Linked DNA regions of Mus musculus: all the other regions are linked to region 1. A link is a contact called in public HiChIP or PLAC-seq and promoter capture Hi-C data. All regions are on one chromosome and are shown on one strand. Each heading gives the region's core, a stretch centred on a gene start, on an enhancer-like site or on the middle of the called end of the contact. The rest is flanking DNA. Distances are from core to core; before and after follow the strand shown. Region 1 holds the start of Vwa3a (von Willebrand factor A domain containing 3A). Region 2 holds the start of 4930505K13Rik (RIKEN cDNA 4930505K13 gene). Region 3 holds the start of Rexo5 (RNA exonuclease 5). Region 4 holds the start of Dcun1d3 (DCN1, defective in cullin neddylation 1, domain containing 3 (S. cerevisiae)). Region 5 overlaps Tmem159 (transmembrane protein 159).

The links. Promoter capture Hi-C pulls out the DNA fragments that hold promoters and counts their contacts. HiChIP or PLAC-seq counts read pairs in DNA pulled down with a chosen protein or histone mark. Capture Hi-C pulls out chosen DNA fragments and counts their contacts.
Region 2: a contact with region 1 is called in an H3K27ac HiChIP or PLAC-seq map of embryonic stem cells, with 3 times the contacts expected there. The contact joins the promoter of 4930505K13Rik here to the promoter of Vwa3a in region 1. A contact is called at or near these places in 1 of 39 promoter capture datasets (second pharyngeal arch cranial neural crest) and 2 of 115 datasets of contacts at active chromatin or transcription factors (both in embryonic stem cells).
Region 3: a promoter capture Hi-C map of neural stem cells shows a contact between it and region 1. The contact joins the promoter of Rexo5 here to the promoter of Vwa3a in region 1. A contact is called at or near these places in 13 of 39 promoter capture datasets (the 3T3-L1 cell line, 3T3-L1-derived adipocytes, the C10 cell line and 9 more), 1 of 115 datasets of contacts at active chromatin or transcription factors (bone marrow-derived macrophages) and 2 of 9 other capture datasets (adipose tissue and liver).
Region 4: a promoter capture Hi-C map of adipose tissue shows a contact between it and region 1, with 2.3 times the contacts expected there. The contact joins the promoter of Dcun1d3 here to the promoter of Vwa3a in region 1. A contact is called at or near these places in 5 of 39 promoter capture datasets (the 3T3-L1 cell line, the C10 cell line, cranial neural crest and 2 more), 1 of 484 Hi-C or Micro-C datasets (adipose-derived mesenchymal stem cells), 1 of 115 datasets of contacts at active chromatin or transcription factors (large pre-B cells) and 1 of 9 other capture datasets (adipose tissue).
Region 5: a promoter capture Hi-C map of hippocampal neurons shows a contact between it and region 1, with 2.2 times the contacts expected there. The contact joins the enhancer-like site here to the promoter of Vwa3a in region 1. A contact is called at or near these places in 12 of 39 promoter capture datasets (the 3T3-L1 cell line, 3T3-L1-derived adipocytes, the C10 cell line and 7 more), 10 of 484 Hi-C or Micro-C datasets (B cells, adipose-derived mesenchymal stem cells, cerebellum and 7 more) and 2 of 115 datasets of contacts at active chromatin or transcription factors (astrocytes and fibro-adipogenic progenitors).

The regions. Positions count from the first base shown.
Region 1 is chr7:120,735,689-120,741,183 of GRCm38.p6, reverse strand. It overlaps Vwa3a (von Willebrand factor A domain containing 3A), which reads right to left and starts at 1,627. Exons shown (of 34, transcript NM_177697.3): 1 at 1,241-1,627; 2 at 1,054-1,155. The coding sequence starts at 1,073.
Region 2 is chr7:120,153,942-120,159,904 of GRCm38.p6, reverse strand. 4930505K13Rik (RIKEN cDNA 4930505K13 gene) reads right to left here and starts at 3,790. Exons shown (of 3, transcript NR_130979.1): 1 at 3,713-3,790; 2 at 3,455-3,580.
Region 3 is chr7:119,790,884-119,796,505 of GRCm38.p6, reverse strand. It overlaps Rexo5 (RNA exonuclease 5), which reads right to left and starts at 2,384. Exons shown (of 20, transcript NM_001370778.1): 1 at 2,295-2,384; 2 at 2,004-2,130. The coding sequence starts at 2,126. It overlaps Eri2 (exoribonuclease 2), which reads left to right and starts at 2,448. Exons shown (of 9, transcript NM_027698.5): 1 at 2,448-2,588; 2 at 4,008-4,075; 3 at 4,158-4,241; 4 at 5,278-5,405. The coding sequence starts at 2,566.
Region 4 is chr7:119,892,311-119,897,929 of GRCm38.p6, reverse strand. It overlaps Dcun1d3 (DCN1, defective in cullin neddylation 1, domain containing 3 (S. cerevisiae)), which reads left to right and starts at 2,185. Exons shown (of 3, transcript NM_001163703.1): 1 at 2,185-2,372. It overlaps Lyrm1 (LYR motif containing 1), which reads right to left and starts at 2,069. Exons shown (of 4, transcript NM_001285959.1): 1 at 2,040-2,069.
Region 5 is chr7:120,120,558-120,126,090 of GRCm38.p6, reverse strand. It overlaps Tmem159 (transmembrane protein 159), which reads right to left. Exons shown (of 5, transcript NM_145586.1): 5 at 5,105-5,533. Among named protein-coding and RNA genes, the nearest start is that of Tmem159, 21 kb to the right of the region's middle. Within about 2 kb of position 1,405, at least 53 of the 459 cell types and tissues checked have an H3K27ac peak or open chromatin away from gene starts, as enhancers often do. A contact at or near this core is called in fibro-adipogenic progenitors, hippocampal neurons, muscle stem cells and 2 more, where this site is marked.

The DNA.
Region 1 (5,495 bases), core at 378-2,877:
GGCAGATTAGTGTTTTGATCAAAGCGCATTGTTATGAGAGTTATTGGATAAAAGAAGTCAGCTACCTTCCCAGTTGGTTAACATCTGAATCTAAGAAACTCTCAAATATTTAATTCATGAAAAGCCCATAGGCAATCTAGAGGGCTAACATTTTTTATACTTACTTATGTATTTATTTAGCGTATGTGTGTGTATGTGCGTATATGTGTACCTGCAGGCACACGCCACAATGTACCTGTATTCAAAGGACAGCTTGGAGGAGGTTCTTTCCTTCCACCATGTGGGTCCCAGGAATCAACAAGGTTGTCAGGTTGATGACAAATGCCTTTATTTGCTGAGCAAGCTCATTGACCCAGGGCCTGTTTATTGTTATTGTAGATTTCAAATTTTATTTTTATGTGCATGATTTAATTTTTAAAGAAGATTTATGTACTTAATGTTTGAGCATCTCACCTGCATGTATATATGTATGTGTATCACGTGTGTGCCTGGTGCTGGAGGAGGCCAGAGGAGGGCAGTAGGTCCCTGGAAACTGAGCCTGGGTCCCATGGAGGAGCAGCCGGTGCTCTTACCTGCTGAGCCATCTTCCTAGCGCCTAGGCCTTGTTATCTAACTACAGTTACTCCACTGCTCCTGTGCAGTCCATGTTACCAGAGTGAGCCATCGCTCTTGCATAGAACCCTGCCAAGTTCCTGGTAACTCTGGGACCCAAGAGTTACCAAGGCTCACCATTCTTTCAGAACAACTCCTTGCTTCTCAACCCCACCCGTCACCCGCTCTGCTCCTTGGAAACCTCTACACACACACACACACACACACACACACACACTTCACTAACCATCCTCAAGCTGTGCTTACTTCTACAAACATCCTTAACCCCCTGTCTGCCAAGAAACCCCAGAATCCTACGTGTTACCCCACAGTGGAAACTCTATGGAAGTCCTGCTGTCTCCACACTGTTTCAGATCCTCAGCACCAAGTACAGAAATCTTTCTCTTTTGGCCAATGCTCAACCATTCTCTCTCCCCACTTGCCAACCCTTGTGACACTCACCTCCATCTGCATTTCTTCATTTACATCTCCATCTTTGGGAGAAGGCACAGCAGGACCTCTCTGCTCCAAGCTCCTCCAAACAAACGCTATAGAGCAGCTTGCCTGTGAGATAAGTGTTAGCTGGTCTCCAAGGTAACAGACTGCACCACGCCAGCTTGGGGCAGGGAAAGGCAAAGAGCTTGCTCACCCCAGGGATAAAGGGGCTCCTTGACTGTTGCAAGTCCCTCTGTCAGGTTAATCTGTGTTTCTTTTCCTGATAAAGGCAGGATGTGACCTGCTTTTCTACTTTTAGAACCTCTGGGTCAGCCAGGTCTATGTATGGTTTAGGCCAGTGGAGCCCTGTTGCCTGCTGCCTTCTTGTGGCCGGAATGGAGGAACAATGCAAGGGAAGCCCAAGAGCCTTCCTCTTCAGTTCCCCTGAGGATTGGGAAGCAGCCCTAGGAGATCTGGCAGCACCAGGCCAACGCCCAGCTGGAGTCAGCAGGTCAGTGTCTCCGCAGCCAGGTGCTACAAAGGTCATTCACTCCAGCAGTTCCCAAACCCAGGGACTCAAGAGGACTCACCTGTGTGGTCTGGTCTCATTCAGGAGAGTAGCCCGGGATTGTGCTGCAGTGCAGCAGGACCCTTTAACAATGGCCTCAAGTGATTGTGATGTAACTAGCACTTGGCACACAGTTTCACACTCCTTGGCACCTTTCTACAGACACAGAGATGAGGGGCTCCACCCAGGGTCCCCCAGCTAGCAAGTGGCTAAGCTCTTCTCATTCCAGACACCCTTAAGTTGGTCTTCATTTCCGGAACCTTTTGCTCCGGAAGCTGGAACTCCGGTGACTTGGGGACTTGTCTTTGAGGTGCTCATTCCAGGCCAGATCAAAAACAACCAAACTTCCCAAATAGAAAATGGTAATTGTCAGGCTCTGTGGGTTGCAAATGCCCTGTGCAAATTCAGGGCATGTAGCACTCTTGCCAACACCAACAAGGCGGGCAAGGGGCAGGTCAGAAAGGCTTGAGGGGACGACAGGATGACAGTGCTATGAGATGTGATGTGAATGAAGGTCAGGAGCACATGTGCCCATCTTGAGGGGAATCCTAGGTGGGAGGTCACGGGTACAGAATTTCAAGGCCAGCTTATATTCTGTGAGGCCCTAGATACAAGGGTTGGGTGGGGGTGGAAGCTGGTTAACTTTTTGGCATTGTTTTTTGAAACGTAAGGGTCCCAGAAAGGCATTTCCCCATCTCCCTTGCTTCTGAGATACACAGGGTTTTCGGTGTTTTGTTTTGTTTTCCCTTTTTAACATTTCAAGGGAAGCCTTCTTTCATTGAGCCCACTAAGCACATTCTGGATCCACCTGAGCTACAAGGAAAGCCAGGATGGCTTATGGAGACCACAGGAGAGGGAGAGGAGAAAGCTGTGTGTCAGGCTTGTGATGTGCAGCCACTCCTGCCTCAGCCACCCAAGGGTAGGGACTGCAAGCACACGTCACCACACCCAGCAGCAAACCTTTTGTAGATCTCTAGAGTGTGGCTCTTGTTGAGTATCAAAGCACAACAGGGATGTCTGTTTTCCTTTCCTTTGGTTTTAGTTTTAGTTTTTTGAAACAGGGTTTCTTTGTGTAGTCCTGGCTGTCCTGGAACTCAATCTTGAACTCAGAGTACTGAGATGAAAGGCATGTATGTCTGTCTGCCTGGGTAGGTGTATCTGTTTTCTTACCATTAGTTCTTTGGAGCTGGTAGGGTCTGTTCATCCCTCTCTGGTCACTCTTTTAAAAGCTCTCACCTGGTAACATCATGGGATGTATGTTGGAGGGATTAACTTGTATTTTCCTTTATTGCAAACGGAGCAGGTGCTCCTTGTGAGGTGGAGAAGCAGCATGAAGTCAACTGCGTTTTAAATTCCTGACTAAGAGAGGCTGCCAAAGGACGGGAGGAGGGCAGGGGAGGGATGTGTTTAAAGTCAAGCACAGGGGAGTGTACCGAGCTCCTGTGAATTAAGAGAAACTCAAACTAGCTTAAGGTGGGGGGTGGGGGTGAGGAGGTTTTGGCCAAATGGTCTCCATGCCTGAGCTCTCTTCTGGGATGGCTCAATTCTCAGGTCAAGGCTCCTCAGGTTTGGCAGGGATATCCGGGCCCAGCAGCACCAATTTCTGCCCCCATAACCTAGCAACTGATAGAGCTTTCTTCCCAGGAGCTCCAACCAAGTCCTAAGCTTGGCTCCTTGGTCACACGCTACCATGTTCCCTGAACCAACTACGTGACTGACTGTGGCTGCTGTTTAGCTCTGCAGGCAGGTGGGCTCAGGCACTAAGCCATATGAAGAAAGGGGCAGGTTTTCCAAAGTTTTGCTTTTTGTCTTTGTGTTTTATGCATGCACACATGGGTGTTCAGAGGCTAGAGGAGAGGGTCAGGTGTCTTCGTCTATCATTCTCTACTTTCTTTTAAGTCTAGCAGTCCTCCTGTCCATCCCCCATAGCACCAGAGTTTACAGGCTTGCACAAGAGCACACTTGGTTTGTTTTGTGGGCACTGAGATCTGAACTCAGGTTCCTGTGGTAGCACAACAAGCCAGTTAACCAGAGCCAACCCTTCTCACCTTGATCTTTGCTTTTCTCCAGAAGACAGATATCAAGAAACCAGACTGTGAAAATTAGAAGTAGTAGAGGCCTGCTTCATGCTTGGTAGCAATACCTTGGTGAGATGGTAAGACCTAAAAGGAGATGAGATGGGTCACTGGTACCCATGGGAATTCCTAGCTCACCAGTTTGTCATACCCCACATGTGGGGTGGACACAGGAAGGCCACTGTGACACTCAGCATGAGACACCTGAAGTCCTATTAGCATATGTGTGGACAGAGGACAAATAGATCCTTTATTTGGTTACCTTAGTAACTAATGTTTCCTACCTCCAAGGAAGAAGAATGCGGTTGGTTTTTAAGTGCCCCTGGAGGAAAATGGGGAGCAACTTGTTTGGTGATACCTCCCTGGGGGTTCAAATCTTGAAAACGTGCTAGAAACCAATGGGTGGTGGTCTTAGTTTCACCAATTAGAGATGCCAACCCTGTGTGATTCCATTGAATATGAGTGCAAAGATGAGCCTTGACAAGAAAGAAACTGAGCGATTAAAGACAATTTTCAGTACATTTTCCCATTTTTTCCCTTTGAACAAAGAAGATAATATTCAGCAGGTGCTCTCCGTAAGGAGCAGCTCTTAAATAAGGTCCTTTTGTGATTCTCTGCATTCTGCATCTAGAAACAAACCATGGATTTAGCTTCTAATGCCAGAGCCAATGAAATCATGCAACACGGAGGAGCTAATTTTGTTTCCTTTAGACTGGCCAAGTTGGCAAGGCATTGCTGCAGGAGTCCTACACCTGAAGTCAAGGGAGCTGGGTCTGAAACCCAAACTTAAACCAACTACTACTGCTTCCTGAGAGAGCCTGGGCAGTTTTCAGCCTGGAGAGCCAGCTCTCCTCTTGCACAGGGTTAACGATGACACAGAAAAGCACAGACTGCCTGATTTAATGCTACTTCCTTTCCCTAGACATTCAGAACACCATTATCCACCCACCACACCCTGCAAAAATATGAACTGCCCCAACAGGCTGGTAGGCTGTGAAGTATTGGTATTTGGTAAAGTTGTTTGTAATCTGAGTTTACAGGAGCATTACTTATACGAGCAAAAAAAAAAAAAAAACAAAAAAACAAAAAACAAAAAACCTCAAAAGCGCCCCCCCAACCCTCAAAGGAGAAATAACCTACATAGATAAATGATGTGTGTACCCAGATATTATTTATAAGATGGAGTGCCACTTAAAAAAGTCTTGGCATATATGTGTGTGTACAGAATATCACCTCTTGTTAAACTCACCAACTGTAAAATGCCTGCTGGAATATCCAAGAAATAACAAGGCTCTACTTTTATAATAGTGAATGTGTCTGTGAGAAAGAAAATCCCCTATTTCAGCTGCGGAGCTATGGCCACTGATGGCTGTGGGGGCTGGGTAGCAACTTCCATCCAGTGTGTCTGCTGGTAGGTTGTTCTGTGACGCAGGCAGCAGGACTGATTCCATGGGTTACTAAGAACAATTTACAGTGGAGAAGTGAAGGTGGAAGGGTTGTGGCAGTGTTGGGAGAAAGGAGGAGTGCATAGGATCAAGATATATTGTGACTGTGTCAGAAATTGTCACAGAGTAACTATTTAAAAACAAACTTTCAAAGAAAAAAAGAATACCCAATAAGTTATTAATGTTTCTTGGGAAGGTGGGTTATGAGTGGGCACTTATGTTCAACATTCCTGGGCTTTAAAAGAACGCCTTTTTGTGTGTGTGTGTGTGTGTGTGTGTGTGTAGTGTGTGCAGTGCCCCATGGAAGCAATGGGAGGGCACTGGATCTCTTCAAGCTGATGTTACAGGTGATTGTGATCTGCCCAATGTGAGTACTGGGAA
Region 2 (5,963 bases), core at 2,541-5,040, 580 kb after region 1:
TGGGGTTAAAGACTAGATAGTCATAGTCTCAGTTTAAGCTTGAGTTGTTTAGGATCTAAGAAGATGTTTTTAAGTTAATAATACAAGTTAGGACAGAACTTAATTTAGATACAGAACTCGGGACTCATCAAGATAGGATATATAATACAATACTTCCTACTAAATTGTCAAATACAAACAGACTGGACTTTCTGAATGTAACTCTTACCTAGTAATTTTCATAACTGATTCATAATTGTTTTTATTGTATGCCATTTATTATTATAAGAAAGAGCCTTTTTATTTAGACAAAAAGGGGGAATTGTTGAGGTTTGGCCTGTTGCTATGTATTTTAATGCTAAATACTGCCCCGCCCCACCCCACACCCACAAGATCTGGTTGCCTCAGGGGTGAGGAAATCCTCAAATACACCAAATGATGCTATGTAACCCTGCTCCTTAATTTAAAACTACTGTTTTAATAAAGATGCCTACAGCTTATAGCCAGAAAAGAGGTAGGTGGGGGCTTTGTTTTCTGAGCATGGGGTCTGAAGCAGAGGTCCTGAGAAGAGGAGAGAAGAGGAAGGAGAGGAAGGAGAGATGAAGACACCATGGGGTAAGGGGTTGTGAGAAGTAGCCATGAGGGCTGGCCAGTCAGAGTAAGAGCAGCCCAGGTGGACACATGGCAAGTCATACCTCAGGGTTATTGACAGGGAAGTAGACACAATAGCATAGAGGGTTTATATGTGCTCAGCACTAATGCTATTAAGGCTTATTCTAAATATATACATTTTGCGTCTTTTATCTGGGAACTAAATGATCCCAGGTGAGGTAGAAACTGCCAATTAATTTCTGTAACATCAGTGAAGTTCCTAATTTCCTGTCCTGGGGCGAGCCTGAGAAGAGCTGAAGACCTGTGGCCTTAAGATCTGGGTTGAGTTAGGCAGCTGAGTCTCCATTTCCTTGTAAATGAAACTGAAGGATGTCACTTATAATCCTATTACCAGCAAACAACTTAATAGCAGGAAGGACAGAATGAGAACAACTCTTTCTAAAATATAAAGTAAGGTTTTACACATTAAAGCAGACAGAGAGAAGAGAACTTTAGTCCAGGAATTGGTGTATTTTCTTATTCCTCAGAGAAAATAAAGTGAATCGGAAACAGAAAATTTTGTAGGGAAATTGAGTAAGCAGAAGTTATTTAAATATGTTAATTGCCTGTGTGCCCTAGGGCAGTACTCTGGGAAAGCTGGAGAAGATTTCCTATGCACAAAGTGGAGAAGAGAGACTTAAGTATCAGGCATGTGACTGTGACCTTGGTCACAGCTGTCTTCTACTTTTCTTCCTATTGGAGCCACACCCTGTCACCACACCTCTTTACAGTGCACTAACACCAGAACAGCTCAACTCAGAGGACTCTCCTGCCTGCGAGGGTCATGTGCCTCCTTGCTGTTACTGCCCTTTGTCTCAACACTCCAGGCAGGTGGCCTGTTATCCAAGACCTCCACTGCTGAGGTATTTGAAAGACTCTACCCAGACACCACGTGGAGTACCTGCCTTCCACCGAGCAATCATTGGCCACTGTCAACTGCCACTGTGTTTATGCTTCAGCTGCCGTGCCTGACACACCAGCCACTGCCTGACTGTGACAGTGGATTGTGCTGACCATAGAGTCCAATCTTGGCCAAGAGGAGCCAATAGACACAGGAAGAACTTACCTACCCTCTGTCTATGAAACAGAGCCCTGCCAACCCTGTGTGTGGAAGAGAAAGGAAGCAAAGATGAATGAGTGGTGTTTAGTACTTCCAATCTACTCCCAAGAAAAAGCCACGTTAGCAAATGTAAATCAAATGTCTTTGTTGTTTTGAAAATGTATTTTGTAGCTAATTGGGAAAGAAATTAAACGGACCGTGTGGCCTAGAAACACATATTTCCAGTAATGAGTTTGGCCTCTGTATCTAAGAAATCTGGTTTCCAAAGCAGACTGAGTTTGTTCTTTGAGGCTATTCACGACTGATTACTGACTACTATTCATGACTAATTACAGAAGAAATGGGTTTTGGTGGGGAAGCACATCCTGTGAAATAAAGGGAAAGAAAGACGGGAGGAACACAGCTGTTAACAAGATTACCCCACCTAATGAGGATCTTATGAATTTTAACGGATATGAAAGCAGTGAGATAAAGGGGGCTTAAAGGGATAACAAAAGTGCCCTTGTTGCATGGAAAACCCACAGAGCTGGGCCAGGGCAAGGACAGCATGGCCAGCAGCTTGGTACATAAACTTGGCTTCTGAGAAATCTTGAGAGAAAGACACAGTCAATGCCTTGCCCAGAAAAGGATGGATGGTTTTCTCTTTAGGATGCTAATAAGTCTAAACTATTTGGGATGGGATTTCCCTAATCAAAAGCGATCCCAGCATCTCCGCTGCTGATTTACACACATACATCTCATACAGTGAAGGCCTTGGTGACATTATTCCATTGCTTTAAAAACACAGACACAAGCAATGAAGGGGAAGCATTGTCTTCATTTTTTACTTTTTCTTCTGCAAACAAAAACACTGATGAAAATATTTAGGTGGATAAGTTGCCTGTTGAAATTGTAATGCCCCTCAAGTATTGATAGAGCTTAATTTAGTCACATAAGTTTCAAGCTACTGAAAGCCCCATTTTTTTCTGCCAGAAAAAATAAAGACAGAATTGTTATTGTACCATCTGGTTTACATGAGGAATCTCTTGGCGTTTCTTAACAGCACATTTTATAAATGCCAAATCCCAGATGGCATACATTGTAACAGTGGGGACTTTTCTAAAGGCTTCAAAAAACAAATCCTTTAAAATTTGAATACTGGCTAGTCTAAGCAAGGACAATGAATTTAAATTCTAATGAACGAGCTGGCTTTGTTGGCAGGACAAATTCCCCCCTTCCTTTCACATTTTTTTCTCCTTCCTCATTTGTCACTGGCCTTATGACCTGGAAATTTCAATCAACAGCATTCTGCCACAAGTGAGTCACTTATATAAATCAATGACCTGAGCCCTCACTCAAAGCTCCAACTCAAAGCTCTAAATAAACTGCAGAAACAATGGTGACCCTGAGTGTCTGCAAGTCTACACCTGTACTATGGGGCTCACAAACAGGCCCCAAATCAGGCTTGAGCACCGAAGCAGACCTCACTGGAAGAACCAGGGTAAGGGATTTATCACTACGACTTTTTTTTTTCCTGCACCTGATACAAGATGCAACTGAAGTCAGCCATTGGGAGTGGGAGTGTACATGAACCATAAAGAGAATGGAAAGCCCAAAACCTAAAACAACTAGAACCAGAGAAAACAGGAACCCCTGTCCACCCCCTCTCCCCTCCCCCTCCCCTCCCCCCTCTTGTCCCAGGTCTTACCTGAAACTGTGATGATGCTGACCTCTGTAGGATAAGCCTCTGCCTCCTGGGACCAAGCTTACATGCATCTGACTCACCTGACTCCGAATTTAGCAAGGAGGAGCTGCAGCTGCTAACTAGATGAACTTGCATCTTGGCCACAATCCACATGGTCTCCATAATGCTGGGAATCAAATGCCCTTCGTTGGTGGTATAAACATGGCCTGTGGGTGTGTTTGGTTTAGTGGGTGTAGGATTTTAAAGATATTATATAAGCAAAACACTAATCCTTAAATTGAAGAAACTTAATAGACTCTGGGTACTTATGATGAAAAGCTGACGGGCATAGCAATGACCTTTGCTTGAGCTTTAACAGCACCGGGGCTTCCCAGGCCCGTTGTAGTCTTCACTGTCCCGGGCTGGAATCCTGCTCTGGTGGGCAGTTAGTCAACTGTCAGTTTTCACCATTCAGAGAAAGCTGTCTCCTTACATCCAGCCTACTTCACACACAGATTCTGGGGGGTATCAAGGAGCACTGTCAGATGCCTTATAAAAAGTTGTTTTATTTCATATTTTTACCAGCTAAACAGCTTATTATTTTTTATCGTGAAAAAATGCTAACACTAATAGGCCAAACAATCCTCCATTCTCATTTTATTTTCTCATTTTTGTCAAGGTAAACACGGTGCTATTATCTATCACCGATGACAGCTTCAGGCAAGAGGTGCAACTTCAGGGACTAGAACTTTAATTTAAAAAGCCACAAAGGAGAAAAAAAAAAGAACAAGAACAGGAGGAAATCAGACAGGACAGACCTGGAGACAAAAAGCCTCATTTTGTAACCCAAAGCCCTGCCAGACCTTAAGCTGACTCCAGAGGCTGGACATTTAACATCAGAACTAGAGGAGATGGGAACCCATGGAGGCCTCGAGTGAGAAGGTAGAGATGAACACTCAATAAAACAAGGCCACCCACACCAAGACTGAGGAGGCAGGACAGAAAGGCAGGAACATTAGGGGATGCAAGGAGGGGAAGGAACCCTCCCTCTGGACTCTCTCAGCAGCTGAAACTAAGGAATTCCTGCACAATTGACAAAATGAGCTGTTACGGTCACCTATATGGAAACAATATTCCTTTTATACAGAGATCTCACATGAGGATGCTAAAGTGGCAATGAGACATGCTTAGGGCCTAGGCATGTGTGATGGTTTGTATATGCTTGTCCTAACGAGGGGCACTATTTGGAGGTGTGGCCTTGTAGGAGTGGGTGCGTCACTGTGGGTGTGGGCTTTAAGACCCTACTCCTAGCTGCCTGAAAGCCAGTATTCTGCTAGCAGCCTTCAGATGAAGAGGTAGAACTCTCCACTCCTCCTGCATCATGCCTGCCTAGATGCTGCCATGTTCCAGCCTTGATGATAATGGACTGAACCTGTAAGCCAGCCCCAAATATATGTTGCCCTTTTTAAGACTTGCTTTGGTCATGATGTCTGTTCACATCAATAAAACCCTAACTAACACAGCATATAAGACCTTTCTCCATTCCTGCAACCTCCTGAAAATTTCACAAACAAAACTATACGTTTCATTAATAGGAAAAATAAAAGTATTTTTAATTGAAAATAGATTCTTCTTTCATATCCCGACCTCAGTTTCCTTCCCTCCACTCCTCTTCTCCCAGATCCACTCCTCCTCCATCTCCACTTCAGAAAAGAGCAGATCTCCAAGAAAGGACAGCCAAACTTGGCAAAGCACGATACAGTAAGACAAGGCAAAAAGCCCTCAGATAGAGGCAGGACAAGGCAACCTGACAGAAGGAAAGAGTCCCAAGAGAAGGCAAGAGTCAGAGACATACTGCTCCCATTGTTAGGAGTTTAACAAAAACACCAAGCTATCAGCCATAACATATGCACAGAGGAGGTGGTGCAGGCACTCACAGGCCCCATGCTTGCTTGCCACTTTAGTCTCTGGGAGTCCATATGAGATCTTAGTTGATTTAATGGGCCATGTTCTCCTGCTGTCCTCTATCCCTTCTGACTCCTATAATCTTTCCTCATCCTCTTCCATGAAGTCACCAGATCTCCAAGAGGAGAGACCTGACGAAGACCTCCAAGTTAGACTCTGCATGTCTGGCTGTGGGTCGTTGTATCTGCTCCGGTCTGCTGCCAGAGGAACCCTCTCTAAAGACAACTGGACATAGCACTGACCTATAAATATAGCAGAATATCATTAGGAATCAATATTTATTTATTGACTGGCATGTTTGGTTCTACCCTAGGTCTCTAGGCTATCTAGTTTCTAGTTCCTACCTATCCAGGCAGTGCAGGGTATGGGGTCCCTCTTATGCATGTGTGCCTGGGCCTCAAGTTAAATTAAACATTGACTGGCCATTCCCACAAGTTCTATGCCACCATTGCCCCAGCACATCTTGACAAAAATCCAACAGCCCTTCATGATAAAAGTCCTGGAGAGACTGGGGATATAAGGAACATACCTAGACTTAAGGCAATTTACAGCAAGCCCATAGCCAACATCAAATTAAGTGGAGAGAAACTCAAAGCAATTCCACTAACATCAGGAAGAAGACGTGGCTGTCCAGTCTCTTCATAT
Region 3 (5,622 bases), core at 1,135-3,634, 950 kb after region 1:
ACATTTACACAATGGAGTACTACTCAGCTATTAAAAAGAATGAATTTACGAAATTCCTAGGCAAATGGATGGACCTGGAGGGCATCATCCTGAGTGAGGTAACCCAATCACAAAAGAACTCAAATGATATGTACTCACTGATAAGTGGATATTAGCTCAGAAACTTAGAATACCCAAGATATAAGATACAATTTGCTAAACACATGAAACTCAAGAAGAACGAAGACCAAAGTGTGGACACTTTGCCCTTTCTTAGAATTGGGAACAAAACACCCATGGAAGGAGTTACGGAGACAAAGTTTGGAGCTGAGACAAAAGGATGGACCATCTAGAGACTGCCATATCCAGGGATCCATCCCATAATCAGCCTCCAAACGCTGACACCATTGCATACACTAGCAAGATTTTTGCTGAAAGGACCCTGATATAGCTGTCTCTTGTGAGACTAGGCCGGGGCCTAGCAAACACAGAAGTGGATGCTCACAGTCAGCTATTGGATGGATCACAGGGCCCCCAATGGAGGAGCTAGAGAAAGTATCCAAGGAGCTAAAGGGATCTGCAACCCTATAGGTAGAACAACATTATGAACTAACCAGTACCCCTGAGCTCTTGACTCTAGCTGCATATGTATCAAAAGATGGCCTAGTCAGCCATCACTGGAAAGAGAGGCCCATTGTACATGCAAACTTTATATGCCCCAGTACAGCGGAATGCCAGGGCCAAAAGTGGGAGTGGATGGGTAGGGGAGTGTGGGGGGAGGATATGGGGGACTTTTGGGATAGCATTGGAAATGTAAATGAGGAAAATACCTAATAAAAAATATTAAGAAAGAAAGAAAGAAAGAAAGAAAGAAAGAAAGAAAGAAAGAAAGAAAGGAAGGAAGAAAGAAAGAAGGAAGACTGAGCAAGTCCTGAGGAGCAAAGTGGTAGGCAGTCCTCCTCCCTTCCTGGCCTCTGTATCAGTTACTGCCTCCTGGCTCTTGACCTGAATTCTAGTGAAGAATTGTGAATAGGACTGTGATCTGGCTATGAGAGCTGAGATAAACCCATCCCTAGACAAGATGATTTTGGTTATGAGGTCATGGTGTTTTATCACAGCAATAGAGACCCTAACTTATACAATGGCCTTGAGCTAAGGTTAGGTATTTACTATTAACCACTTTTTTGAGTTTCTGTTCTAGGGACTGAATTCTGGGCACATGCAAGGCAAGTCCTCTATTACTGAGCCACACTGCTGACTCTTAGCCACACAGTTTTGAGAAATTTCTTTGTACTACATCATTTCTTAGAACTTTTAAGTGGGGATCACCATACTCCCATTTTACAACAAAGAAATGAAGAAAGAGGTTTAAAAGCCACAGCGGGAATGCAGCCTCCGAAGATCAAGCTTTTTAATCTCTGGACTACCGTTTCCAACCCAGGGGACTTTACAAACATCCATCTGCTTTCTAACCATCCCCACCCTAATCTATATTTTTCCCTATCAGTCAGTTATATAACCACAACTTTAACATGAGAAAATGGTTCAGGCTAAGTGCATTTTTAAATATGTAATGAAAATTTTATATTTAAAATTCTCTTTTCGATGAAACATTTAAAAATACAAATACTAGGGCAAACATTCTTATTACTGGTATCATTCCTCCATCTAATCATTTCCCCAGGATAAATTCCCCATCAAAATGACCATTCATTTTTACTTCTTCATAAATATTGTATAAAAACAAGAGAATCCTGTTTAGGTGTGCATGGATATTCCTGAAATATTTTGTTATACGGATCTTAATAAATGTTTGTTAAATGAATATTCTGTGTACCAGACACTAAGTCAGTTTTAAACTATGGAGAGAGCCTGGACGAGGTGGTACAACCAAGGGAGCAGAGTTGAGTGAGGTCAGTGGGTGAGCCCTTACCCTTCGGCAGGGACCCTTCGGGTGCTGGCGAAAGTGACTCCCAGCCACAAGTGACTTCGGGCCAGCCTGCTGGGCTCTCTCCTCTGCTCACCTTGGCTTGTGGCTCGCGGTCCTGAATATGCGAAGGAGGTCCATCCCGCTCTGTAGCCGAGGCCGAGGAGTTCGGGGCCTCCTTCCTCTTCCTGGAGTTCGCCTCCTCCTTCTCTTGCTCCATCAGGCTGTAGGGGAAAGATCAGCTGGAGCTGAGGACCCCGCGGCGACCAGGAAACCGTGTCGCGGCCTCTCTCCAGCAAAGCGCTAGACAGGAGTGACGGTTGGTTTGTCTCTTGAAGCGGCTCAAACCAGTTTACCACTCTTGGCCCTCGCAAAAAAGGCCACAGACCTACGCCTCCTTTCCTCAATTTAAGCCGTCGCGAAGTTTAAAGCGCTCCCTGAGGCGCGTCGTGCGCAGAGCGAGGGGCTCCCGGTCCTCAAGCCTCTGTCCACGCCCCCGGGTCCCGAACCGCCCCCTATGCAACGCCCACAAACCGCTGGCGACGGCCGCCGCCGCTCTACAAGCGCCCGCTTCCCTTGCCGCGCCGGCGTTTAAACAGACCGGAAGTGGGGGCGTCCGACTTCCGGCCGTTGAACTCTGCGAAACCCAGGGTCCGGGGATGGCGACCAAGAGACTGGCGCGGTACGTTAGGGGGTTCCCCTTAGGGTGGGCGGTGTTCATCCGCAGTCGTTTGGTCTGGATCTGAAAAGGGCCCTGGTCTTCTCGGGCCCCACGTCGCCATTCGCGACAAGTTGGAGGAGCCCGAGAAACCCCGGGTCCTCCCTACCGTGGCATGCTCTATCAGGTCTGTTCATTCTAGACCCCTGGGACCTGGAACGTGACAGCTCTGCACACTGTTCTCAGGCAGGTGCCACTGCGCCCAAGTGACCTGCCTAGTCCAGTTTTATTGTCAGAATTACCACAGACTCTCTCAGGTTTTTTGGGGGGGGGTGGGGGGGAATATGCTGTGCACAGATTTTTGGATGCGTTGTACACATTTGTTGAGATTGTGGACACAGTATCAAACTTACCAGGCATAGTGGAATGGACCTACAATACCAGCATGGAAAGTTGGAGGCCAGCCTGGTCCTCATGGTGATGTTCAAGCAGGCGATGGCTAAATAGTGAGACTGTCTCAAAACAACAACAAAACCAGATTCAAAACAAAACCCCTATCTGATGTATTAATGAATAGCATAGGATTCAAGCGTGAAAAGTCCTGTCAAAGGTTAACATACTATGGCCATCTTTAGGCAAATCATTTACTTTTCTCTTGCATAAAATACAGGTTGCAGACATGTCTACCACCTAGAATTGTTTAAAAGAAGTCACCATCCTAATTAAATATTTGCTGAAGAAGTGACTAGTAAATGTTAGTTTTTCATTCCAAATCCCTACATTGGCCTCACGTCTTGTCTTTTTCAAATAGCCAAAATAACTATTCCAGGTGTCTGTCTACTTAAAGTTGTATTCGTCATCATTTGGGATCTTCCCTTCTTTGGACTGCAGTGTATTGCTGTTGGGAGGTTTGTTTGTTTTGTTTTTGTTTTTGTTTTTAATCATAGATTACCTTTCAGTAGTACTCTGGTAATCTTTCTCCCCTCCATTTTTAGAGTTTAAGCACAGGCATCATCCCCTTGGTACATAGCAAAGGCTTGAAAAATACATCTTTATAGTCAATTCCTCGGTACTACTATAAAACGTGAACAGGTAAGAGTAGTGTTTGTGAAGCCCGCTCAGGTAAAATGGACACTAAACTCAAGAGAGGATGGCCATTCGCACAAGGACCTAGGACTTTTAAAGTCTAGCCCTCCTTTCCTTCAGTCAGTATGCAGCTGTTGTTTGAGGCAGGGTCCTGCTGTGTGCTGTAAGCTGTCCCTCAGTTCAGTTTGGCCGTGGCCTGCTGACTGCTGAGCCTCCAGGTGTGGGGCCCTCACACCCAGCTCCACTTACCGTACATTAGAGATGATTTTGCCATCTGTTTGGGGCTATTACTTTAATATCATATTCTAACTGCAGTGTAAATGAGTTTATTGATCTTCCTGTGTCTTGCATTTTTAGGCGGCTTGGATTAATTAGGAGAAAGTCAGTTACACCAGCAAGTGGAAATCCAGGAGGGAGCAGATTGAGTAAGTCCCACGCTTACGTTACAGTTTGAAGCCTTGCCCTTGGAACATCGTCGGAACCTAAGAACACTGTGGTCTTTTGCAGAACAGTTGTATGCCTACTTAATTGTCGTTGACTTTGAGTCTACCTGCTGGAATGATGGGAAGCACCACAGTAGCCCTGAAATAAGTGAGTGTGGATGGCCAGTGGCCAAAGCTAGTGCTCTAGGAGTCTTCTTAAACATCCTAGATATAAGCCAGCCAATAAGAAAACAATGCTGTAAGCTCGTAGTTTAATATAAAAACTCTGACCTACAAAAGAATAAAATACCAAATACCTGAATGTGATTATCCAAAGTAGCTAGTTGTTTTAAGATTACATTTAAAACTTTGATTAGATACAACTGGAAAAAAAAAGGCTTTTCAATAGTAAAGTATATTTTAATTCATGCTGTGTTCATGTTTAATTGTAAAACAAAATGGGCATACTTTTGATATTCTGACTTATTCCATGGCACAGCTTTATTATAACTTTGCTTCTCACTGCTTTGGGTATTGGAATAAGCTTTTAAGGGAATTGATTTTTTAATGATGCTATTATGAAAGCAGTGTATGTTCAGGATAATTCACATATTCAGACCTGGTATGGTGCAACACACCCTTAATCCCAGCACTCAAGAGGCAGAGACAGGTGGATCTCTATAAATTTGAAACCAGCTTAATCTCGATCAGTGGTTCTCAACCTTCCTAATGCTGTGACCCCTTAATACAGTTCTTCATCTTTTGGTGACCCCCAAACTTAAAATTATTTTTATTGCTACTCACAACTGTAGTTTTGTGACTTTTATGAATCATAATATAAAATATCTGATATGCAACCCCTGTGATAGGGCCATTTGAACCCCAAAGGATATGTGACCCACAGATTGAGATATATTTTGTTTGTTTGTTTTCGAGAGAGGGTTTCTCTGTGTAGCCCTGGCTGTCCTGGAACTCACTCTGTAGACCAGGCTGGCCTCAAACTCAGAAATCCGCCTGCCTCTGCCTCCCAAGTGCTGGGATTAAAGGCATGTGCCACCATGCCCGGCTCAAATTGAGAACTATTGATCTATATAGGTTTCCAGACCAGCCAGAAATAAATAAATAAGTACATAAGTAAATAAATAATAAACAATAAAAAATAAATAAAATATATTTAAGTATTAACCCATGGTTCTTTTATTTAGTTGAATTTCCAGCAGTTTTGTTGAATACAGCAACTGGAGAGATTGAATCTGAGTTTCATGCTTACGTTCAGCCTCAAGAACATCCAATTCTTTCTGAATTTTGCACAGAACTGACAGGGATAAAACAGGTATGATTAAAAAAAAAGCCAGGTATGATGCAAATTTTAGATACTCAAAAAGTCAGTTTGTAAAAGAAAAATAAAAGCTACATACCACTTGAAATTAAGTTGATTAGGTGTTAGGAGAAATGGTGTCCCCTCTAAAAGTCCACTGCAGGGCTGAAGAGGTGGCTCAGTGGTTAAGAGCACTCACTGCTCTTCTGAAGGTCCTGAGTTCAAATCCCGG
Region 4 (5,619 bases), core at 936-3,435, 840 kb after region 1:
ATGCTTGCAGGCATTATCTGTCTTGCCAGCTTGCAACTTTTAATCTAGGCCAACCCTATCAATTCGAAGAACAGGACCTTTTCCAAGGCCACCCAGCAGATCCAAGAATGAAACCCAGCCCTTCAGATACCCTTTTCATTGAGATTCACTATGTGAGTGGCATCGGTAGCAGCAGGGACAAAACTCCTTTTGTAAGAATTCCAAGGCTGAGATGGGTGTGGTCGTGCACACCTTTTAATTCCAGCCCTCCAGACAGGGAGGCAGAGACAGGTGGATCTCTTGAGTTTGAGGCTAGCTCGGTCTATAACACATGAGAAAGAAAACATGCACAATCACACAACAAACCAAACAAGAATTCCAGGGCTGGTATCGTATAAGGTGTTCCTACGAAGATATGACAAAATAGATCCCAATGGGCTCATGTAAACCAACATTTATCAAGGAAATCAGGAGTGCACACACATTCTTGTACACCAAGTCCAAAAGCTTTGACAGCTGGGAGAGCAGGAAGAGATTTGAGGCCCTCAAAAGGTGACTCTCACTGATTGTGAGGGTGGATACTATTGTTTAACGATATTAAGGGGGACTCCTTATTTTTGAGGTGTTCTTATTGAGCTTCCTACTGGCTTGTACCCTTCTTGGTGGTCTCTAAATGTGAGATCTAAAGAATTTGGGGCTCTTTCTCATCTACTACCTATTCCAGGGTCTAGGAATAAACCCCACATTTATTATCTCCAACCATGACTTGTCTTCCAGCTTGTCCGTCTCATTTCTGGACATCTTCATGGGCTGTAAAATGACTCTGGACATACGTTCCAGAGAGCATAGGAGATTCCTTCCCAAACTGTTTTCTCTAGAGAAACATCTTTGGTTTCACATTCTCCCATACATTTCGTATCCAGTTCAGCATTCAGTCTGGAATGCTCAAGCTCCCAAATACATTATGAATCAATTCTCTTAATTTCCATGTTTCCACCACTGTCATCTCTCATGGCCTTAGCAACAGCCCTTTAACTACCTTCTTTTATCCAGCAGCAATTTTTTTAAATGTAAATTAAGGTTTGGTCATTCATTACACTTCAGGGAAGTAATACAAAGGCCAAAACCTTGCTATTTCTGCAACTCCAAGACTTCTTTCTCGTCTGCCTTTTGTTTAAAATGTTACCCACAAGGCAGTTCCTTCTCCCATTCTCTTTTCCTCTTAAACCTGGAAGAGGCCTTCTCACCACACCATTCAGCTTCTGGGGCAGCTGCTATTCTCTGCATTCATTTACTTATTAATGAAAAGTTCAGAAACAAGACTTCCTTCATTTTGTCATTTGCTCATCTTAGTAATGAAACTAGCCTTCATCATCACCTGAAGTCTGATTCCTACATCCGGGATCGTTTGGGTGGCCTTTCTCAAGGCCAGCACCTCTCCAGCCTCCTACAACTGCCCCGTCGCCTTCCATTTATAATCGAAAAGTCTGAAGGGTCCCAGGCAGGATCTCTCCCACGTGCCAGTTCCCTTAGGCAGGTCTCCCGAGGCCAGCAGCGATGACACCAGTCGCCCTCGCGAGGCTGGGGTCATACAGGCGCGTCTCCTAGCAACCCCACACCGGCATCTCATCCCTGGCCCTGGGAAGCCAACCCCTTTCCCCAGTCCCCCGCGACTGGAGCCGGCGTCTCCATCCTTACACTCACTCAGCGTCACTCCTGCTTTTCCCCACCCACAGGAGCCGGCTGGGAAGAGGCGGTGCCAGGAGCTCTGCCGAGCCTTGGCCACACCGGGCTGTATCCAGCAGGTCCAGTAGGCCAGGCCGGGCCAAACCACCGGGCGGACCGCTGTGTTAGCATGAGGCCCAGGTTAGAGGTCGTCTCAAACCTCCTGAAACTTCCAGATTTAGCCGACTCCCCGCCGCACTCAACAACTGAGCTAACCTCCCTCTCCTCCAGCCTTCCCTTTCACCCTTTCGTTATCCCCTTGCCCCATTTCTAGTCAGAAAATGGCCTGGCCCAGCTCCTAGCCCACCCTCCGCCGCTCCCCGCCTTGCCCTTACTTGGAGACGGCTTCGGACGTCCTCGCGTACGTCGTGACGTCACCCTCCTCGTTCCTGTCCCCGCCCCTCTCCCATTCTCTCCCTCCTCGAGCCAGCGGCCGGCGGGGTTACCGGAAGTGATGATGCAGGAGGCAATGGAGGGGGCGGGGCTTCGGGGCGGCCGCCGCCGGTGGGCTGCAGATGAGGAGGAGGCGGCGGCCGCGGTGGCAGAAAAGGCGGCGGCGGCGGGGGTAGGGAGCCTGGAAACGCAAGCGGGGATGGTAGGTAGTTTGGACCCGCCGGGCCGCCGTCGTTTCCAGAAAGGGTTTGACTGGAGGAACCTCTGGAGCAGCTGTGAGTTTGGAGGGGGGGAGTTGAGGAAAAGGGGGGAGCGTTGAGAGATGAAGGGGCGGGGGTTCGGTTCCTTCGAGAAAGGGGGTGGTGGTGGAAAGGGAGGAGTGCATATCAGCGCCTTGTCTGGACTGGTCCCTCTGGAAGAAGAGGCTGTGAGGGGAGCCTGTGGCTTGTCAAGCGCAAGGCTCCGAAAACTTACCTACTGTCCCTGCCTGTCCATCGCCAGCACCCCTCAATCCCGGGCCTGGGGACCTGGGGCTGTAGATCCCCGGGGAGGGTCTGCAGACTCTGAGCTGAAAGTCCAGGGTAAGAGCCGTGAGGTAGGAGCCCAAGGGGGAGGTGGTGGGTGAATCTGCAGCTCCCTCCCTGATTTTTCTCCCCACCCCCATCCTTTTCTGTAATCGTTAACAGCTCTGGAATTAAGGGGCTCAGACCTGAAGGCCTTTCAGTGCACCTTTGCTATAAACGATAACCATCTGTGCCTGAGGTAATGGGGCTGGAGGGTTTGCCTATATCCTGTTTAGGAAGTGGGACGGGATGACAAATGTATTGTTTTTTCCATCCCCATCTCTTATCTCCCCTCATACACACCTCTGTTTCATACTTTAATTCTCTGTGGTTAAGTGGCAGTCGTGGACACCCTCTCCCCTTTGTGGCACTTAGTACCTCAGCTACCTCTTTTGAATTTGGTGTTCAGCCTCTATCCCAGCTCCTAACTGCAAGCTTTGTAGTACTTCAGTTATGGTCTGTGTCACATTGGGGAGTACCTCACAACGCCGCCTGGCTCCCGATTATAATGAACATTTTCTTTTATGAATACTAGAATTCCAGAGCTCTTCCAAGGCATCATAAGTGGCTTCATAGCCCAGGAATCAAGGTCTCTCGCTCTAAATACTTTATATGTGAGGAATTTACATGTTGTCAACTCTTTCCAAAAATGATTTGATGTTAGGCTAATTCTGGATTTCTGTGTTTCTCTCCACCCACACTTCATGATGCACTTCAGAGAACAGAAAACCCTATATTACTGTTTTTGTTTCTACAGTTGGACAATAGCTCTTTTATGCCTGTCTCGATTTGTATGTCTTACAATCAGCTTGATTTTTTTATCTTATTTAGCCGATGCCTTGTGTATAGGTGGTCGTAGAAGAGACAGTGTGATATGTGCTTATGCTTTTAGCAAAACACAGTGCATAATGGGTATAGAAATGTCTGAAAAAAAAGAAAGACTGATTGGAAAGAACTCTCTCATATTGTTTAAAAAACAAACAAACAAACAAACACCCCATCATGAGTAAGTAGTGCCTCTTCTAGGCTGTCAGAGATTCCAGAGTGAAGTGTTAATGAATCTTGTTTTGGTGTTGATACATTTTAAAAGAAGAAATTCTCTGTTAATTATGGAACTGTCTTTTAAGAAACTTTATGCGTTAAGAAAGAGTGCGAGATTTTAGGGGTCCTTTGACTAGAAAGTGCAAACGTGTTGCTCTTTAACTGAATTTGTTGTGCAGTATCACTAGGCTTATCATAGCAGATGTTCTGATGGTGGGAAGAGAGTCCCATCGCATTTATCAGGGCCCGATAAAACAGAAGACTTGACGCCTTGATTGTACAAGTAATGATGTTTATTACAGAAATATAGCAGAAGAGTTACTGCTAGCTGTCTCACTTTAATTCATTTGGAACCTAGTTTGTCATTCAATGACAAGTCCAAAATTCATTCAAACTGCTATTAAAGTGCTAGCCAGTGTTTCAGACAGTGAGTGTACAAAGGTGAACACAAGCAAAAAGGGTCCTCTCTCAAGGAGTTTATCAGAGTGGGAGGTGAGGACAGAAATGATAAATCAGCAAATCTGATTTTGATTGTCAGCAAATCTGATCTTGATTGAATGCTGGAGAAAAATGAGTGATAGGCTAGAGTGTGTGCCTGGAACGCAATGGAGGGAGACCTTCCTGCTTAAACAGAACTTTAAACGAAAAGGAGCCAGCCATGCAGAGATGAAGGGAGAACTCTTGGAGGTTTAGGGAACAGCTTGTGCAGAAACTCACTGGAATGAACTTGGCAAGTTCTAGGGACAAGAGAGTGGGGGTGGGGTGTAGATTTAGGGAGTAAAAAGTTGAAAGAAATAGGGTCAGAAGAGTAGAGTTGGGGCTTATTAGTTAGACGAAAGAAAGATGAGTAAGGAGGAGGAGAAACAGAAAGAGTCCTTTTGGTTCATTCTGTTGCCCTTCCTAGAGCATTTATGATTATTTTTGCACGTTCTTTTGGACTGTTAGAGACAAAGGGAGCTCACCTAGCTGAGAGGAGAGGGCATACCTGGTCCCGTAAAATATTTTGCTGTATATGCATAGTAAGTACTTTGAATGTGTCCTATATCTTCCATCTCCGTGTAAACTTAAGGGTAAAGAACTGGGCATGTGTTAATTCTGCTGATGACCATCCAAAGCTGAGCTTCTTTCTTTCTTTCTTTCTTTCTTTTCTTTTCTTTTTTTTTTTTTTTTTTTTTTTTTTTTTTGCTTTGGCCAGGCAGCATTTGTGTTGCAATAGTTCTGCACTTGCCTTGGCCTCCTAGTGAGTAATAATATTCCACTGAGAGGTAGGTTGGTACTAAAAGTTCACTCTGGATTACATTAGATAAGGACTATTGTGGGGCCCATTTCCATTCTGTCACCATCTTTGGGTTGGCAGTAACTCGGGTGTCACTACTTTTGCCTTCCGTTGGGGGCATTCATCTCCAGTTCAACCTTATGTTCAACAGAGAGGCCTTATCAATATATCGCTTGGATTTGGCCCTCTTGTGCTGTATCACATTAGGCGAAGATGAAATAGTATTTTTCTTCCCTTCTCAACCTCACAAAAGTGACTGTAGCATTCTTTGAATCAGTCTTTTGAGCTGTGTATTTGAGAGGCATAACTGTTGCTTAGACAGTTTATAGTAAACCCAGTCTTAAAATGTTACATGAAACCTTTTGGTGTTTGGTAAAGACAAATCAGAAACAGTAGCCCCGTCTCTTGGGTTATGTTTTAGTACTTTACTGCTACCTGAAAGTGGCTCTTCAGAACTGGGTGGAGCTTTCTGGGTTGTCCTGGGGTAAGGGAGGATGCAGCCTGTTTGAATGCAAACAGCAGATCTTAGTTTGCAGGTAACTGACTAGTGTGAACTCTTAGGACTTGGCATGTATTAAACAGCTTGGCCTTGACTTTGTGTGTTATTACTGGGCAGACAGTGCTCTATTTGGTGTTAAGCAG
Region 5 (5,533 bases), core at 156-2,655, 610 kb after region 1:
CCTGTGAAAAGGACCTAGCAGCTTGAGACAAAGACCTAGAGGGCTTCCTTTCTGGCCAGTAATCCCCCAACACACACACACACACACACACACACACACACACACACACTCACAGGCATACACGCACGCACGCGCACGCCCGTGCCCCTCTCCTGAAGCCTGAGGGGCTGGGGGCTTTAAGGGTCTTTGGTTAGCTGGAATGGGGATGGGGTATTCTCCTTTCCTTAATTTAGAGTTGGTCAGTTTAAACAAAGGGATGCTGACAGACCCACAACTTTGTTTAACCAGACCTTGAACTTATCAGACTGGTCTGCTGTGTGTGTGTGTGTGTGTGTGTGTGTGTGTGTGTGTGCGCTCTCGAGCTCAAATTTCCTTACCTTTAATAAAATTCTTTCTTCACCAGCTGAGTCTCAGATTTCCTTTGCTGCTTCCCGTTGTTCTCAAGTTTTTTTTTTTTTTTTTTTTTTTTTTTTTTTTTTTTTTTTTTGCCTTTTAATTCTTTAATTGGCAGAGAAAACGAACCCAATCCAAACCCCTAGAAGTAACAGTTATGTCATATCTGAGAGTAGACATTTTCTCATGTTTCTCCAGATAAAGTCACACCACACTCTTATAGAAGAAGCCATATTAGTATAAAACCTACACATACCTCATTACTTAGAATAGTGATTTTAAGACCTAATAACTGTGAGTGCTATGTAAAGGCTTGTTGTATCAACTAGGAAATAACAATAAAAAGCCTGTGAATGTCCAGCACAGACACACTTTTCTTTCAGATACTCTTCATCCATGCTTGGTTGAATCCAAGGACACAGAACCCACAGAAACCAAGGACCAACTATGAAAAGAAGCTTGGTTCAGACCAGATAGTACTGCAGTGTCTTAGCTCCTGAACTCAGGAGCCAGGAAACATGACACAAAGTCAGTGCTATAGACTGGAGACTTGCAGCATGGCCCTGGGTCAACTGTTGTCCTCCCTGGGTCTCAGGCTTGCTGATGACATCAGGGATGGTGGAGAAGATGCTTTCCACCTGGCTTCTCGGGGAGTAGACAGTGCCAAAGCTCACACTGTGCCTGCCACAGTCAAAGCAGGGCCAGTCACTCAGTCGCTCTGCTTTCACAGCTGGTCTGTAATCTGGTGGCTGGCTTCAGTTGGCTGTGATGTTGGCTCCCTCTACTGGCTTAAAAACAAACTTCGGGTGAGTGGGGGAGGATGGCACTTTCTCTCTCTCTCTCTCTCTCTCTCTCTCTCTCTCTCTCTCTCTCCATCTCCAGGTGGAAGCTACAGCACCCATGGTTTCAATGGAAGCCACAAAGAGATGGTTTTTGACACACTGCTATTATGGGCACTACTCCATGGGAAACTAAACATTTACAATATGAAACCAGTGACCCCTGGAGCCATTCTACGTAACAACAAAGGTCATGGACACTCTGCTGCCTGGGAACTTCACATGCCTGGGAACACATACCTACCCCAAAAGACCTCAAAGGCAGGTAGAGGAACTCATACTGGTTCCGGGGGTGAGTTTTTCAAGCAGGCAACCTGTGTTTGAGTCCCACATCCCAAACTGCTCTTAGGCAGCCAAAGATCTCAACCTTTACACTTCCTCCCCTTTAAAGTGGACAGGAGTTTGCACTGACTGGAAGCATGCAGACTGGAGACAGCACTCAGCACACAGCAAGTGCTCAAAGCTAAACAAAACAAACTTTTCTGGACAGAAAGGTAAAATTATTTACTGTGTAAAGCTAAAGTTCTCTTGCGTGGGCCCTGGTCGCCTTTCCAGTGAGCTATTCTTCAGATTGTGTATAAAAGGCCAGCAGCTTCTATGGCATGAGGCTAAGTTAACCTAGTCTTGATTTAGATGCCGTGCTTCCTGGATGAATTCAGAGAGTCACTTAATCGCCAAACCTTGGCTTCCTTTCTGTGAACTAAATGCTGATGCTTAAGAACAATAAGCAGGCCGAGGAAAACAATTGGTCTGCTCATGAACAGGAGGGTCTAGTGCTTCTAAGTGCTGTGGAAAAGCATTTGAACTTGGCTGAGTCTGGAGCAAGAGTGTTTACATAATCAGAAATGTGTTTTGAAAAGCTCTTGCCTAGTAGCTGAGAAGCCTCCCCGGACGGGTTGCGCAAAGCACTGTAAATATGCCCAAATCTTGTGTCCCAGCTGAGACCCTGCTCTAAGCCAGCAATCTACTTGGAACATCTTCTTGGTGTCAGATGACATAGCTGGACTAATAGGGGCAATCTGGGATGTAGGCTTTTCCACATAGTCCCCATCTCAGGAAATAGTATCACTAGCTACCACCACCCACTGGTTAGAGCTAAATATCTAGATGTCAACTTTGTGTTCCCCTTTTCTTTTCCACCTACACCAACCAACCAACCAACACCTCTAGATGTCCACACAAGAAAGATCTTCATCCCCTTCCGCCAAGTGTAAGCCAAACCCACAGCCATCCCGTGTCCCCAGCCTTTGCAGATTCTTAAGTGGCCTTCCTGTCCCCAGACCTTTGGCTGTGAGTCACAACAATCCTAAATCTGATCTGGGCGTAGATTACAATATAATCCAAATATAATCTATACTATACAGAGGCTGGAGCAGAAGGAGCTAGAATTTGAAGTCATATTTGACTATATAGAAGTCATTATAGAAGTTCCCTATCAGGAAGAAGGGAGAGAGGGAGGAACTGGGGGGAGGGAGGGAAGAATGAGGAAGCAAGTGAGTGAGTGAGGGAGGCAGAGGGAGAAGGAGAGAAGGAAAACAGGGAGGAGAAAAGGGGCAGAGGGGAGACAGGTAAACAGAAAAAAAAAAAAAGTAATGAACACCTGGATGTCTGACCACAGCATTTTTCCATATAGGAGCCTGCAGTGCCTCCCTCTCAGTGCTGTGGTGTGGATCTCTGTTCCTTTTCCACTCTCATTCTTTCCATGCCCAGCCACACTAAGTTCTTTCCTGCCTTCAAGACTTAGGGCCACTGTGCCCCAGGAACACCTCCCACCATAGCCAGAGCCACACCTACAGCCTGTCATTCTTTTAGTCACAGAGCTATACCTACCTAATCTCTGTAGTTGCAGTGGCCTCATCTTTATCAGCCCTTCACCTCTATTCTGTGCACTCATCACAGTCTCTTACAGATGCTAGGGGAAGCCGTGACCCATCTCTGGTTCCCTTGCCTTCTCCTTAGTGTGGGGCATTCCCAAGACTTACTTCTAGAGAATAGGAACCATGACAAGATATATGTGATTGTGTATACACATGGCAAGAAATGTAATTCATGTAATTGCTAAGTCTCTTCTCCTTGGTGTTTTGAAAACAAGAGACTGTCACTTTGTGAGCTGTCACAGGAGACAGACATGTAGCAAGGAACTGTGGCCCTCAGTCTGTAGCCCTCAAGGAATTAGATGTGACCCGTGGCCATGTATACTTGGATGTAGCTCCTTCCCTAGACATGCCTCAGAGAAGAATCCAGGGCAACTCTGCTAAAATTGCTATGTTCTTTTATGCCAATAGTTGTTGCAGGTTATTAATCAGTAATAAATAAACAAAGTACAAATACAAGTGATAATTGACCCCAATCTTGGGAGCAAAGCCAGGGACCTCCATGCTCTCCAAAACTGAAGCCTAAGAACCCAGTTGGGCTGGTCAGCAGTATACACAGGTCAGACCCTCACATGAAGTAAAGAGATGTTCAATAAACAATAACTGTTACTAATAGTAACTAATACCCTATGGTGTTGATAGCATGGAAGAATTCTTGGTCTCTAACGGATAGATCTCCCTTTAGGGTCAAGTGCTTCCGGAAAGCATAGGATGCAGAAACGTTGAGGGCTTTACATCATGCTAGGGCCAATGGCGTCAGTTGTTTCTCCCCAGCAAACTTCCTTTTCTTCTGATATTCCTTTGAGAAGCTCCTTTTTGTCACTTGGACCCACCCAACTGTGGGACCAAAGCAGCTGATCTGTCCCCTCTCCCCACTCCTGGCTCTTACATATCCATAGGGCACATGAGCAGATGGAATACTGGCTACCGCGATTGGTCCAAGGTTGGTCACATGGCCCTGATCTGTCCAATCAGAGCCAAGCCTAGAATTTGCATGTACTACAGGTATAGAAAGTACTTAGTACTTTCTAATCAAGTACTGAGTACAACGAAAAGCTACAGAGACCTCTGTGTGGGACAATCCTTCTGAAAAAGCAGCTCACAGTAAGGAAAGTGGGGTAAAATCGCATGAGCTCCAGATCCTCACAATGCACAAAGATCTTGCAGACAGCCTGGACTACATACAAGGCCCTGTCTCAAGACAATAAAACAAAGATCTCCCCACTGTTGACTCAACGAACCGATGACCTCTCCACGTCACACCAATCTTTTTATAAACAGCTTTGAGTTGGGTGTGGTCCCTAGCAACTAAAAAAGGTTTAAATGTGAGATGTCCCCCAAGTCTCATGTGCTCAGCAACTGGTACCTACACGGGGCCACCTCTGAGGTGGTCAGCTAGGCTCAGGCTCCAGTCTTCTAAATGCTTCGTGACCACCCGAGCAATGACTTGCTACCATACCATCCCTACCACAATGGGGTGCAGCCCCGTGAACTGTAAGCCAGATGAACCTTTCTTCGCTGAAGTTGCTACTTTTGGGTATTTGATCACAGCAAAGAGGAAAAGTAATTACTGCCCCATAATACTCAGGATCCACTGTGAAATCAACACAGAAATTGTTATGGTTTTTATGTGTTTCCCGGAGTCCATGTGGAAACAGACCATAGTGCTAGTGGGACAGAGGGAAAGCTTAGAGAATGGGGCTTAAGAGGAAGAAGTTAGGTCATTGGGGACTGCCCTTATGGGGCTATTTAGACCCCAGCCTCCTCTCTCTGATCCCTGGCTGCCACTATGAGGTGAACAGCCATGATGTGCTGCTATGCCATCAAAGGCCCAAACCAACAGGGCAAAGGGACTCTGCACTAGAACCTCCAAAACCATGAGCCCTACTTTTTCCTTTGTAAAGATGATTGTCTCTGGTCTTTTGTCACAATAGCAGACATCTGACTAATGCCTATCTTGACATATGGGAATAGGTAGAAGAAAAAGAAAACAGCAAGAAGCAAATAAATATTTAATAAAATACCACAGTAAATGAAGTGGAAATCATCGCACAGGCTCTGGTTTGCTTTGTAGTCTTTCTTCAGTATGTGTTCGGTTTTATTGGTTTGTTAAGAAATGGCTTGGCAGAAACAAGCTCTTTAAACAATATTAACATATCAAGTGCAAATATGTCAAAGATCAAGGCATGCAATAGACTAGGCCTTGAGATGTTTCCTAAAGGACTCCTGGCTGCAGGGTTAAGACAGATTTTCAGGTTTTAAAAGGCCACCATTTCCAAATGCTGATGCTCTTCTGATAAAAAAACAAAACAAAACAGTAAGAACTGGCTCCTTTGGATTATTTTTTTAACCTCTTATTTCAAATGACTGGAGAAAACCCGTCCTCTTCATCCCTGCCCTGCCCCCAGACTGCAACTAAACTTCAAA